Linked DNA regions of Lactuca sativa: region 2 is linked to region 1. Evidence: chromatin contacts called from public Hi-C data. All regions are on one chromosome and are shown on one strand. The core of a region is the stretch at or near the end of the contact, and the rest is flanking DNA. Distances in the headings are between cores, read along the strand shown.

Region 1 (6,449 bases), core at 1,927-4,426:
AAATTGTCATGATATTTCGATTTATTGTTTATAGTTACTGAAAATAAACCGGAGAACTTTAAATAGACTATAGATTAAAAAAAAAACTTTATCCTTCTATCACTTATATATTCTTTTTGTTTGGAATCGATAGTAACCTTATTCATACGTCCAGCTAATCAAAAATCAATTGTTGTAACGATTTACACAAGAATCATGATCGAAACATTTAAGATGTCAAACAAGCATAACCACCAATAACATTCCGAACGTCAAGCAAATATTTACAGCATAAAGTTTTAGATCACAAACCCCTTCAGTGTCACCTTTAACAGACAACATTATTCTATGTAAAAAGAAAAAAAGACATGGCGTTATTATATATAAAATAAGAAAACGAAAAACACAAAATAGCCTTTCTCTTCTCGTGCTATCTTTTTCTTTGAGTTTCAAAATATCCTGCAAGCAAGAAGAATATAGAACGAATGAATTATTGATGTCTAATGACTTACTAGTTTGAAATTAAGGTTTAGAAAGTCAACATGTAACTCCATTTTATATCATATGCTCAAATTAAATAAAAGTAACGACTATTTAGGACCATTAAAGGACAAACTTTACCTAGTAACGCCAATTTCATTTTCCATAAAGGTAGTCGTGCAAACTAGCTAGTAATAAAGTGATCCTGAATTATTCACAAAAACAATAATATAAGTTATCAGTATACATTCAGACGCTTTTTATAAAACACAAATGCTTTAAAAAGTTATTAAGCAATTGAAAGGTTTTAGCTTACCCTGCCACCAGTTACCTCTTGAGGCACGTCCATCATCTTCTCCTTCTTGGTTGTACTGCTGCGAATAACAAACATTTTGAAAATTTGTCACAACAAAAAACATAACTTTCTAATTAAAATTACAAATCTGTCCACAGTTGTGTTCATAATACATTCTAAATCCTTCTTTAGAACCCAATAAAAAAGGTATGATTATATATGGTCACTTACTGTTGAATGTCCCGAGGTGTTTTTGGTACTTGTAGGATTGGTGTAGATATCTTGTCCACCATAGTATATGGAGGAGCTAAGATGACATGGTTGCGATCTTTGTTGCTCATAAAATGGGCTCGTATCTGTTTTTGGATTCAGACTTTTGTCTTCTTTGTCCAAAGAGTCTGAATTGAGCGAATTATAACAATTTGAGACTTTTTTAAATGCACAAAGAGTAGCTAATGAAGTGAGAAGATGATGTTTTATTTTATTTATTTTGTAAAAATGTGTAGCGTCATTAGTGAAGGATTTGTAATATTCATGTAAAAGTAAGAACCCTAAAGCAATGACAAACTATCCAAAAGATGTTTGGCCAATTTTGTTTAAAAGTTTATCTGTAATCGGTCTAATTTGCAAAAGTATAGATAAATATTAGCTAAAAATGAATAAATCATTTAAAATGTTTTTATGTGTTTTCAACCTCTTAAATTATTATAAATCTTAAAAGAATCTGTTATTCAAAGATAATATATATTAGTTAATATTTCAAAATAAAGATAATGTTAATTAACAACGCTAGAAAATGTACACAATTGTTTTGACACCCAATTTTGATCCATCTACCTGTGTAGTTTAAAAATTGGTTCGTTTTGAACTTTTAAAACCAAAATGCATACTTTTTAATTCCATGTGTTATATGGTTTCTTAAAGAACATTTTACAATTACTTAACTCTATACATGCTACAGATGAAGAAAAATGGTTACATATCACATGAATTCACATGTCCTCAAATACTAGCTTGATATATAATCCAAGATACTATTATATTTATGTTCGAACCTTGTTTGATTGCAAAATCATATTTCTTCTCGGTTCCTTGAGCCTGAAAAGAAAATAACAATAACAATAACAAATTGTAACAAAAAATATATTTCGTTATAGAAAAACAAATTGTATTTATATAAAATTTTAGAGAAAAAATTCCTTTAAAGTTTGAATTGTTTGAATAAAAACAAAAAGATAATTTTGTTTTAACTTAAACATGTAATTATTTAATTGCCCTTTTTGTTTTAACATATAACTATTCATCTAAGTTCTATTTCAACAATTTAAAAAACTAGAGAACTAAAAAGTAATAAATTGAGAAACTTATTCTTGAAATGTATCTACCAATTAAAAAACCATATTTCATTTGTAAAATGGAAAAGTGAAGTTACCTACAAAGCCAAGTAGCTTTTTGGACCTGGGTCCATGTTTTCCACAGAAATTGTCAATGGAATGCGCTGTTCGTTTGAAAAATATTTAAAATTACCAACTTCTTAAAAGATATACTATTTTTCTAATATTTTAAGAAAAATAATATCTTTTTCTTAGTATCAATAATTAAAGGTTCACTTTGAACTACTGAAATATATTTAAAAATCTGTCAATGTTTCCATTAAACTATTTTATCAGATAAATGTAATTTTATTTAAGATTAATGTCATAAAAATGCAAGAAATTATTTGTTTTTTCTTATAAATAATTGAATATGTTTTATTACTATAATTAATAATTTAACTAATAACCAACACTTTTTTCAATTTATTTTTAGAAGGTCAAAAGTTTTTGTTCAGTTCTCTCCTACACCAGAAACAACCAAAAATGTCAAAATCCTCAAACATATCTCAATTTAAACAAACAAGCTATCAATGGCTTAAAAAGCTTGTTTTCAGACTTTAAGGTATTTCTTCAAGAAATCAAGCACCTGGTAGACGTTATTTAATTCTCAAGCAGAATTCACGTTTAGTTTACAAAATTAATCTAAATTGCTTTTCAGATTCAAATAATTCGGCATAATTAATCACCAACTCTTCCGATCAAATCATTAAACAGTAACTGGATAATACCAAATCTTCATACCATTCATCCTAACAATAACATAAAGCAAAAGTAATCAAGTAACACAACAATCGTAGAACAAAACATTCGAACATACCTTTGAAGGCGGAGGGAAAATGGAATGGAAGAGACCAGTAGAAGATGAAGCAGATGACTCCTTTGATCCGAAAAGCTCAGTAGTGAAGGAAGACGAAGAACTGTGTTGTTTTTTTCCTTCCATTACCAAAAACAAAAGCAAAAAAAAAAAGGAAAATTTGAAGCAAAAAAAAAAAGCAAGAGAAGAGGAGAAGAACACGTGAAAGGAGGGAGGGGAACTGAAACCGTTAGCCTCCCATGATAATTTATAGACTCTTTGACATACAACTCTTAATTCAAAACGTACAAGTATAACTTTGAATTTTTGAAACACTTTATGTTTATCCTTTTCTACTATTTTATTCGAAATAACAAACCGATGAATTTTATTTTTTTAAAGAAATTGCTAATGTTAATTAGGCCATGTTTGGTATAAGTTAGTTGTTAGTCTATAAAAACTTACCTTTGATAAAAACTAGAAGATAAATAAAATAATATTTAGAAGAATATATTTTTAAGTAAGAATATATTTTGAAATTTAAAAACAAAAGACTTGAAAATTTAGTTTAAGTTGTGTTATAAAAAAATGTAATATAATTTTTTTTGGTTTAACAGACACAAGAATATTGAAAATTCAAAGAATAAGTTAGTTTATCAACTAACTATAACATACCAAATAGAATTATTGCATGGCATAAATATTCATATCATAACTTAAATTGAATAATTCTCTAAGTAAATACTTTGACTTATTTAAATTCTATGTTTGGTGGAAAAACACAGAGGCATGAATTGTAGCTTTTTCAAATTTAACAATTGATATGTTGCATTTGCATTTTGCGGTTTTCTGTTGGAATCATGGTGCAACGTGTCAAAAATCATAGCACTTATCCGTCTCCGAGATTGGCCCACAAGAAGATTAACCAATAATTGACTGCCACGGTTACAACAGTAGATCATAACAAACCCCATGTTCCTTAACTTCCTCACAAGACACAACTCAATTTGGATATTGCCGCTTTAAATCCGAGCCTTATCCGTTCTTTTAATAGTTTTAAATGAAAGACTACGATACTTTTTTTCTTTTATAAATATATTCAATCGTTTGCTAAAATGATGAGAAATAAAAGTGTAATAAAGTTATATTTAAAATATAACTTAAAATCTAGCGGATAAAAATATTATTTATTAAAATTAGTTTATATATTAGTTGGCAATTATTAAATGACATACATAACATACAAAAATTGTTTCCTTAGTATAATAAAATTAATTTATATATTAGTTGGCAAATATTAAATGCCGTACAATAACATACAAAAATTGTTTCCGTAGTATAAGCATTATCTTAAAAACCGGTTGGAACCTGGCGATTGAACTGGTTGGAACATGAACTAGATAAATAATGGTTCAATATTCATATGTTCTATATTTATTTCCAAATCGGAACAAACCTGTTGGTTTTTACAGAAACTCGGTTGGAACTTAGCGATTGAACTGGTTGGAACGTGAACCCGATAAATGAATGGTTCAATATTCATTGGTTTTATATTTATTTCTGAATTGAAACAAACCTACTGGTTTTATAGAAACTCAGTTGAACCGGTTAAGTTAAACTTGTTGAACATGTTAAATTGAATAAAAACACATTAAAAAATAATTTGCATACTAAAGTTTGGTGTTTTTTTTTTATTTCTTTAAATAAAAAACATATGATAAATATTATAAATTTTTTTGATGCGTTTGTATTCATCTAAAACTATATTTTGTATCGGTATATTTTATTTTCTTTTTGATGTACGTGGATTGATGTAAAACGTATGGTTATGTGTCATGTTAATGTATTTGGATTGATCTAACTTGTTTTTATGTGTATTTTTAATGTTTGAACTTGTAGCCATCAATTTCTTGATTTATGTATGTATGTATATGTAGGAAAATAGGAAAATAAATAAAAATTATAGAAACCGGTAGACCCGGAAGTCGAACCGGTCACCATACCGTTTCAACAAAAAATCGGTTGTTAAAATATTTAATATAAGATGTTAGACAAACATAAAAAATTTCCATTCTATTAGTATATATTAACATCAGCAGCAAAATATATTAAAATAATAGTAGATTTTTAAATAACCTAAATTGCGCCCATTAAACTCCAAAACATGAAAGAATAATAAATTTCAAACAATAATGAAGAAAACTATATAAACTCGCTGAGGCATAAGAATAGTTTTTTTCTAAATTATCTTATAAGTTATTTATGAAACTCAAAAGCAAAAATATCTTGTTTGAAACAAATGTTGTTATGATGCTTAGTTATCGGAAATGGAGCATAAGTTGAATGTTGTTATGAACTTATGATGTTCAATTTGATCATTTATAAAAAACGAAATTTTACTGTCACTTAACTATTATAATTTATAATTTAGGTAAATGATTTATAACATTAACCGAATTTCTTCCGCATAAACAGTTTAGTTTTCTAAACGTCTTACCATTGAATTTGTTTATGATTTTCAAAGAATACCGCGGTCAAGATAAATTTTCTGACGAGCATTATGAATTTTCCGATCAATATGAACACACACCCAGAAATATGGGCTCAAACAAACACACACTTATCAACACACATGGAAATCTATTTTTTTTTTTTTTTGTTAAGGGGTTCTTGAAATCTACTTCATGCACCGAACTCATAGACATATGGAAATCTTTTTAGGGTCCTTGAAAACGGTGCACCCATTTTTTAGAAAAAAAAAAAGGAAAAGAGATTTATCAAACACTTGAATCATGTGATTCATGATCGGTGCACCCCATGTTTTGAAAACCGGACCGGACCGGCCGGTTCGACCGGTTCAACCGGGAACCGGTCCCGGATCCGGTTCATATAGGTCAAAAAACCGGTATTTGGTTGAACCGGTGAAAACCGGTAAAAACCGGTCGAACCGGTAAAAACCGGTCCGGTCGAACCGGTAAAACCGGTCAAAACCGAAAATTTTAAAAAATATTTATTTTTTTCATTTTTTGTATTTTTTATATAATTAAATATAATTATAACATCATCCGGTTTTTCCGGTTTTTGAGACCGGTCCGACCGGTTGGACCACTTGAACCATCGAACCAGTAAGACGACCGGTTCGATCTCCGGTCCGGTTTTCAAAACCTTGGGTGCACCCATTTTTTAGACAAAAAAAAAAAAGAAAAAGATTTATCAAACACTTGAATACATGTGATTCATGTGTTTGGAAAGCTTTTGGGTTTGTTTTTTAACACGCATATATATAGGGGATGTTTGCTTATTTGCTTATTATGGTGGGAATAAATATTTTTTTAAGATGTGTTTGGATTAGCTTATTGCGGTGAGAATAAACAATAAGCAATAAGCATTCCCCCTTTGTTTATTAAAATCAATTTATTTAGCTTATTCCTACCGCAATAAGCTGATTTTTAAATACTCTTATCCAAACACTTAAATTTGCTTATTGCTTTAAGATTAAGTAATAAGCAATAACCAGCCTATTTTT
Region 2 (6,449 bases), core at 1,390-3,889, 170 kb before region 1:
CACGTTTTCGTATATTATTTATATTTTCTCATGAGCCCTTATATATATATATATATATATATATATATATATATATATATATATATATATATATATATATATATATATATATATATATAAGTTCAATTGAGAAAATAAAAAAGGTTGAGAATGAGAGAATCGTTCTCAGCCACTCATTTATTTTTGCCGCAAAAGCCTTTGTTGTACCGTAGAAATAAGGAATACACATGTGTTTCCAACAAAACATGTTTCCTTAAACTATATTAATCACTACCTTAATATATACAAAAACATAGTTTTTTTAATTTTTAAGAAACTATTTATATCGAAAAATGATTTTAAATATACCAAAATTCATTATTTTTTATTCTCTACAAATAGACATCCATAATGATATATTTTTAAGATACAATAAAAAACTTATTTATTTTTTTTTATATTTTCAGCTATCGTTATTCATAAATGAATAAAAATGCATCAGATTTTTTCTACAGTACATTCGTTATTCACTTATGAATAAAAATATATAATTAATTTTTTTTTACAGTTTAAGTATCATTTATACTACTTATTCATATATGAATAACAAATTAACTGTAACAAAAATCAGATAAATGTTTTATTCATATATGAATATAAAATATGACAACAACTAATACACGTTTTATTCATATATAAATATAATATATGATGAAAGATGATGTAAAAAATATATTTTAAGTAAAAGAATTTTATTGCGTGTCATATTCATATATGAACGATACTTAAACTATAAAAAAAGTTAGACATACGTTTTATTCATAAGTAAATAACGAATATACTGTAATAAAAATCTGATAGATTTTTTTATTCACTTATGAATAACGAAAGCTGAAACTCAAAATTTTTTATTTTATTTTATCTTAAAAGTATATCAATATATAAAAAATAAAAAATTATGAATTTTGATATATTTAAAATAATTTTTCGATAATAATGACTTTCTAAAAATAAAAAAAACGAAAAAAAAAATATATTTTTATGTATATTAAGGTAATGATTAACATAGTTTAAGGAAACATATTTGGTTGGAAAACACATGGTTATCCATTATCCATTTCCGACGGTACGCCTTAGTGTTTTGCGGCAAAATAAATGTGTGGCTGAGAAGGATTCCTCCATTCTCAACCTTTTTTTTTCTCAATTGAACCCTCCTATATATATATATATATATATATATATATATATATATATATATATATATATATATATATATATATATATATATATATATATATATATATATCACTTGAGATTAGTATTTGTGTTCTTATACTAAAAGTATTTTGTATTGTAAATTTCGTTTCCTCCATCACAGTAATATATATATATATATATATATATATATATATATATATATATATATATATATATATATATATATATATATATATATATATATATATATATATATATATAAAGTAATTTTGCTTTAATCAAATATACTAATATGCCTTTTGTATAAGACTTGATTGGAGTGACAAATAATCTTTAGTATGGTTGAGGTGACCACAAATTTGGTAGTTCCTTGCCTACCACTCCAATTAAATTAAACATGAATAATGCTTTAACTTTTTACTAATCCTTTTTATTGAAAAACAGTAATGTTTTATAAGATTAAATACAAAAAATAATAACTTAATTTATATTAATTCTATATCTAATGTATCTTTAACACAAATAATTGCATACTCGTATTTTCGTATATTTTTCTTCAATACAGACCATTAATTCTATATTAACTTCCAAATATTGATATAAGTCAACAACACAAATACTAAAAATTAACATAAAAGTATATTATTGTTTTGCATTAAATAAATAATCATCATGTCACCATAACAATGACTCTAAGATAGCATGTTCTAATCTTAAGGGGATTCAATAAGAGATAACCATGCAACCTGTTTTGGTGTCTTAGCATTTTGACATAGCCTTTCCCGGTTTCCCCATATTCCCAATAAATCGGGAAAGAAACCCATTTGCATGAAATAAATTACATTATTGCTATATACATTAATATTTTAAATAAAATATTATTTTGCATGAAATATATATACATTATTGCTATGCTATAATGCTATTTATATTTATATGTTACTCGCATAAGTTCTAAATAGCATAGTATTTTGCCAAGTTAATATATAATTCAATGAAATATAATAACATTAAAACTTCTATTGAATTGATTCCCATTCTTGTGATTACGTGCTATGAGGAGACAAGTGTTCTTGGCGTCATCATGTTGTGTCCATGGCATGCATATGAATAGCATCCCCACCCTTGTGCGAAAGTGAAATTACCTAGTTGCCCTCTATTAAGTACCCTCCACAATATAGCATTTCTAGTGAAAATAAATGATGTTTAATGGCACAAAGTGATTTCGAACTTTAAACTGTAAACAAGAAATATACTTTTTTGAAATTTTTAATAGTGGTTTTAAAACTTTATAGAATTTAGATTTAAAACAAAAGGAATAACGTTCAGGGTAATTTGGTCATTTTATTAATCATAAAGATAGTCTCATAATTACCAATTTAGCATATTGCATCCCTAATAACACGCTCCCTTGACATTACTTTGAGAACAAAATTTCAAATTATCACACATAATTATGCAAACCAAACGAACCCAACCAGGAGGCGCCTTGTTCAAGCAAACACAAAGAAACCCTCTCTATGAATTCATTGTATATAACAAAAACCCAAACATCGGTTAAAGCTCCAACAGCCAAGAAGAAGCTGACAAGATCAACCAAACCCAGATAACCTGTTGTTTAATTTGCAGTATTGATTCTTAGTCGGAGGTTGGTTTTCCAAAAAAAATGGATATTACATTGCAAGGATTCGGCATGGTAGTGAATAATTCTGCGTATGATGATGATTCACCTTGTATTGTTGTTGATTGTGGGAGGAAATCAGAGGAGGAAGGTGGGAAGAAAGATATAAGGGGTTGTTTGGATACATGTGAAGAAGAAGAAGAGTTTGGTGGAAATACTAGCTCAAGCTCTGATTTCACGACGTTATTTGAAACTTCTTTAAATGAACAGCATATCACTAGCTTTGAAGACTCATCTTCTCCTTCTTCCAAGGATGTAAACATCTTGAATCATGAGGTCGAAGCCCCACATTGTACCGATTCTGATAGTTCTGTGCAACCCCTTTTGGGTCAAAGAAATTTAGGGAAACAAGGGCCAACACCACTCTCAGGTACTGTTTTTACCAATTTGTTTGTTCTAATTTCTGATTCAGAACCAAAAAATTATGCCAAATGATCACGGTGTTTCTCCTTTCGGTTCATAACTTAGTGTTTTATCTTTCAGTTTGATGATTCTTATGTTTATCTTTGACATGGGGTTTCAGTTAGTTGTTTGGTTGTGATTATATTTAGGGTCAAATAATTAGCAATTGGTGATTTTCTCCTAGTTTGATCTGTAATCGTTCATCTTTGATTTGGGGTTTTTGATAGAGATTGAAATGATGAAAGAAAGATTCTCGAAATTGTTACTTGGAGAAGACATGTCTGGTTGTGGGAATGGTGTTTGTACAGCTTTGGCCATCTCGAACGCAATTACAAATCTTTGTGGTAAAACCAATATCGAATTCAGCCGTATATTATTACAACACCTTCGATATCCATTGATTTCTCTATGTTTTTCTTGAAATTTCAGCCACACTTTTTGGACAAATATGGAGGCTTGAACCTCTACGCGCTGAGAAAAAAACAATGTGGCGAAGAGAAATTGAATGGCTTCTTTGTGTTAGTGATTACATCGTTGAGTTGATCCCATCTTGGCAAACTTATCCAGATGGAAGCAAGCTTGAGGTGAAATAAAAATATTTTTATTATTTTTAATAATCTTTTAAAAGTTCTAATGTTTCGATATTGATTGTTAGGTCATGACTAGCAGACCCAGGTCCGATCTTTATGTTAACCTTCCAGCTCTTCGTAAATTAGACAACATGCTTCTCGTGAGATTTTCAACTCTTTTTTCTTTGTAATTCTTTTTTTTTTTTTTTTTAAATATGAAGTTGAAATGAAATGAATTTTGATTGTTACAGGAGATATTGGACAGTTTTGAAAAAATGGAGTTCTGGTATGTTGACCAAGGCATTCAAGCTCTTGAAACAGATGGTTCCTCGTCTTTGTGTAAAGTGGTCCCACGCCAAAAAGAAAAATGGTGGCTCCCGGTCCCACGGGTCCCTACTGGCGGTCTCTGTGAGACCGCCAGAAAAAATCTGCAAAGCAAACGCGATTCCACAAATCAGATACTAAAAGCCGCAATGGCTATCAATAGTATCACTTTAGCAGATATCGATGTTCCCGAATCATATTTGGAATCACTTCCCAAGGTATATATATATCAGATAATCAGATATTTGATTAATAGTCAGACAAACAGTCTTTTAAACATCTTGAAAATGAAATTTATTATTTTTGTTTGCAGAATGCGAAGGGTAGTTTAGGCGATATTATTTATCGATATATTTCATCGGAACAATTTTCACCCGAGTGTTTGTTGGAGTGTCTTGATTTATCATCGGAGCATCAAGCTCTTGAGACAGCGAACCGTGTGGAGGCTTCCATTTACATATGGAGACGAAAAAACAACAACACGAAACCTTTAAACAACATTGTGAGTAGGTCCTTTTCAAGGTCATCATGGGACAAAGTTAAGGATTTGGTTGCTGATGCGGATAAAAGGGAAACATTAGCGGATAGAGCTGAAAACCTCTTGCTTTGTTTAAAACAAAGGTTCCCTGCCCTTCCTCAAACCACTTTGGACATGAGTAAAATCCAATATAACAAGGTATATATTTATATCTTCAAGTTAAACACAAATGGCCTTTTTTTTAACATTTAAATTGTTTGTGTACAATATCAGCTAGACACAGTCTCATCCATCTGTCTCTTTCTATGTTAAAAAGGTTGCTTTAGATATCTAACTAGCACAAATGTTGTAAATTTTTATATAAGTAGTTTCATATTGTTATTAAATTTATAGTTTCGTGTATGTATTTTAGGATGTTGGAAAATCCATCTTGGAGAGCTACTCAAGAGTGTTGGAGAGCCTAGCATTCAATATAACAGCTCGAATTGATGATTTACTTTACGTGGATGACTTGGCAAGACATTCGGATAAATTCTCATCAATTTCTAACCGTGAAATCGTTTCCAAAACAATCATTGGAAAACCATACACACTTCACACAGTTACCACTCCTTATAGAACCACTTTCACCACACCGAGTCTTTCACCTTCACATATAAATAGTCCAAAGAAAATTATGACCGATTATTTGACCATTGACCAAAAAGGTAAGCACTATGCGGGTCACGTTGCAAGGTCAAACTCATTTTCGGGTAGGACTCGAGGAGCGTTACAGAAGATGGGACTTTCGGGGTCTAATGGCTCGGTTGGGTTGAGTTGAGTTGACTCGGATGGGTTTGGATGAGTTTGATGTTTGTAGATGGGTGAATCAGAGTCTATATATGGATATGTTTAAGCTTTAAAGTGTAGGTAGGTGATGGCATTTGTACATCTCGGTTTTGTCCTATTGAGTAACGAGTCTTGGTTCAGTTGACTCGGGCCTTTGGAAGGACTGTGTAGTAGTGAAGTTGTGTAAATAAATGCCAATTTTTGTTTTCCACAAATAAGATAATTTTCTGAAAGGGAATAAGATAAAATATGATATCCAATTATTATTATATATATGAACCAACTCGTATATTTATACTTTGTATCATCATATAAATTGAAATGTTTTATTTGTATAATCATATAACTAAGATAGCATATACCAGATAAAAACATTTTAAAAAAATTATATTAGAACAAATATAACAATAATTTTTAAATAAAACCAATTATGATATTATAAACTTGTAAATACACCCCAGACGATTTGCCTGTTTAATATTTTATTTGTAGTTGGCTTTCTAAATTTCACTAATTTAATATCAATTTACCAAATGTAGCAGTGTAACTAGGGGTGAACAAACCGTTTTTTTTTTTCAAACCGAATCAGTTCAGTAAACTGGTTCGGTTCAGATTCGTGAATAGTAAAACCGGTTCAGCCATAAAGCGGTTCGGTTCAAACCGGTTGCATCATAGATCGAACCTATCTAAACTGGTTACACCGGTTCTAAACCGGTTCAATCGGTTCTAAACCGGTTCGATCGGTTTGACTACCGGTTCATGGTTATTAAACTGGTTCTAAACCGGTTTCAATATCTAAAATCTCGAACGGGTGCAAACCGGTGGTTCGGTTCTTGAATCAGTTCGGTTCATAGTGGACCGGTTTACCAGTTCAGTGACCGGTTCGGATCCTGAACAGGTTTTTTTGTTCAAGCCTAAGTTTAACTCGAGTATATTTTATTTGTAGCACAGGTATATTTTGGGCTGGCGC

Evidence for each region. A called contact is a pair of places that touch in the nucleus more often than the background predicts.
Region 2: a contact with region 1 is called in a Hi-C map of leaf, with 6 times the contacts expected there. The contact joins the promoter of LOC111917062 here to the promoter of LOC111917061 in region 1. A contact is called at or near these places in 3 of 4 Hi-C or Micro-C datasets (leaf and seed).

Annotation. Positions count from the first base shown.
Region 1 is chr8:129,599,066-129,605,514 of Lsat_Salinas_v11, reverse strand. LOC111917061 reads right to left here and starts at 3,176. Exons shown (of 6, transcript XM_023912718.2): 1 at 2,948-3,176; 2 at 1,810-1,852; 3 at 986-1,152; 4 at 776-830; 5 at 601-664; 6 at 215-438. The coding sequence starts at 3,070. The coding sequence ends at 648.
Region 2 is chr8:129,765,643-129,772,091 of Lsat_Salinas_v11, reverse strand. It overlaps LOC111917062 (rop guanine nucleotide exchange factor 7), which reads left to right and starts at 2,639. Exons shown (of 7, transcript XM_023912719.3): 1 at 2,639-3,248; 2 at 3,508-3,624; 3 at 3,710-3,864; 4 at 3,936-4,010; 5 at 4,101-4,391; 6 at 4,487-4,849; 7 at 5,064-5,748. The coding sequence starts at 2,864. The coding sequence ends at 5,471.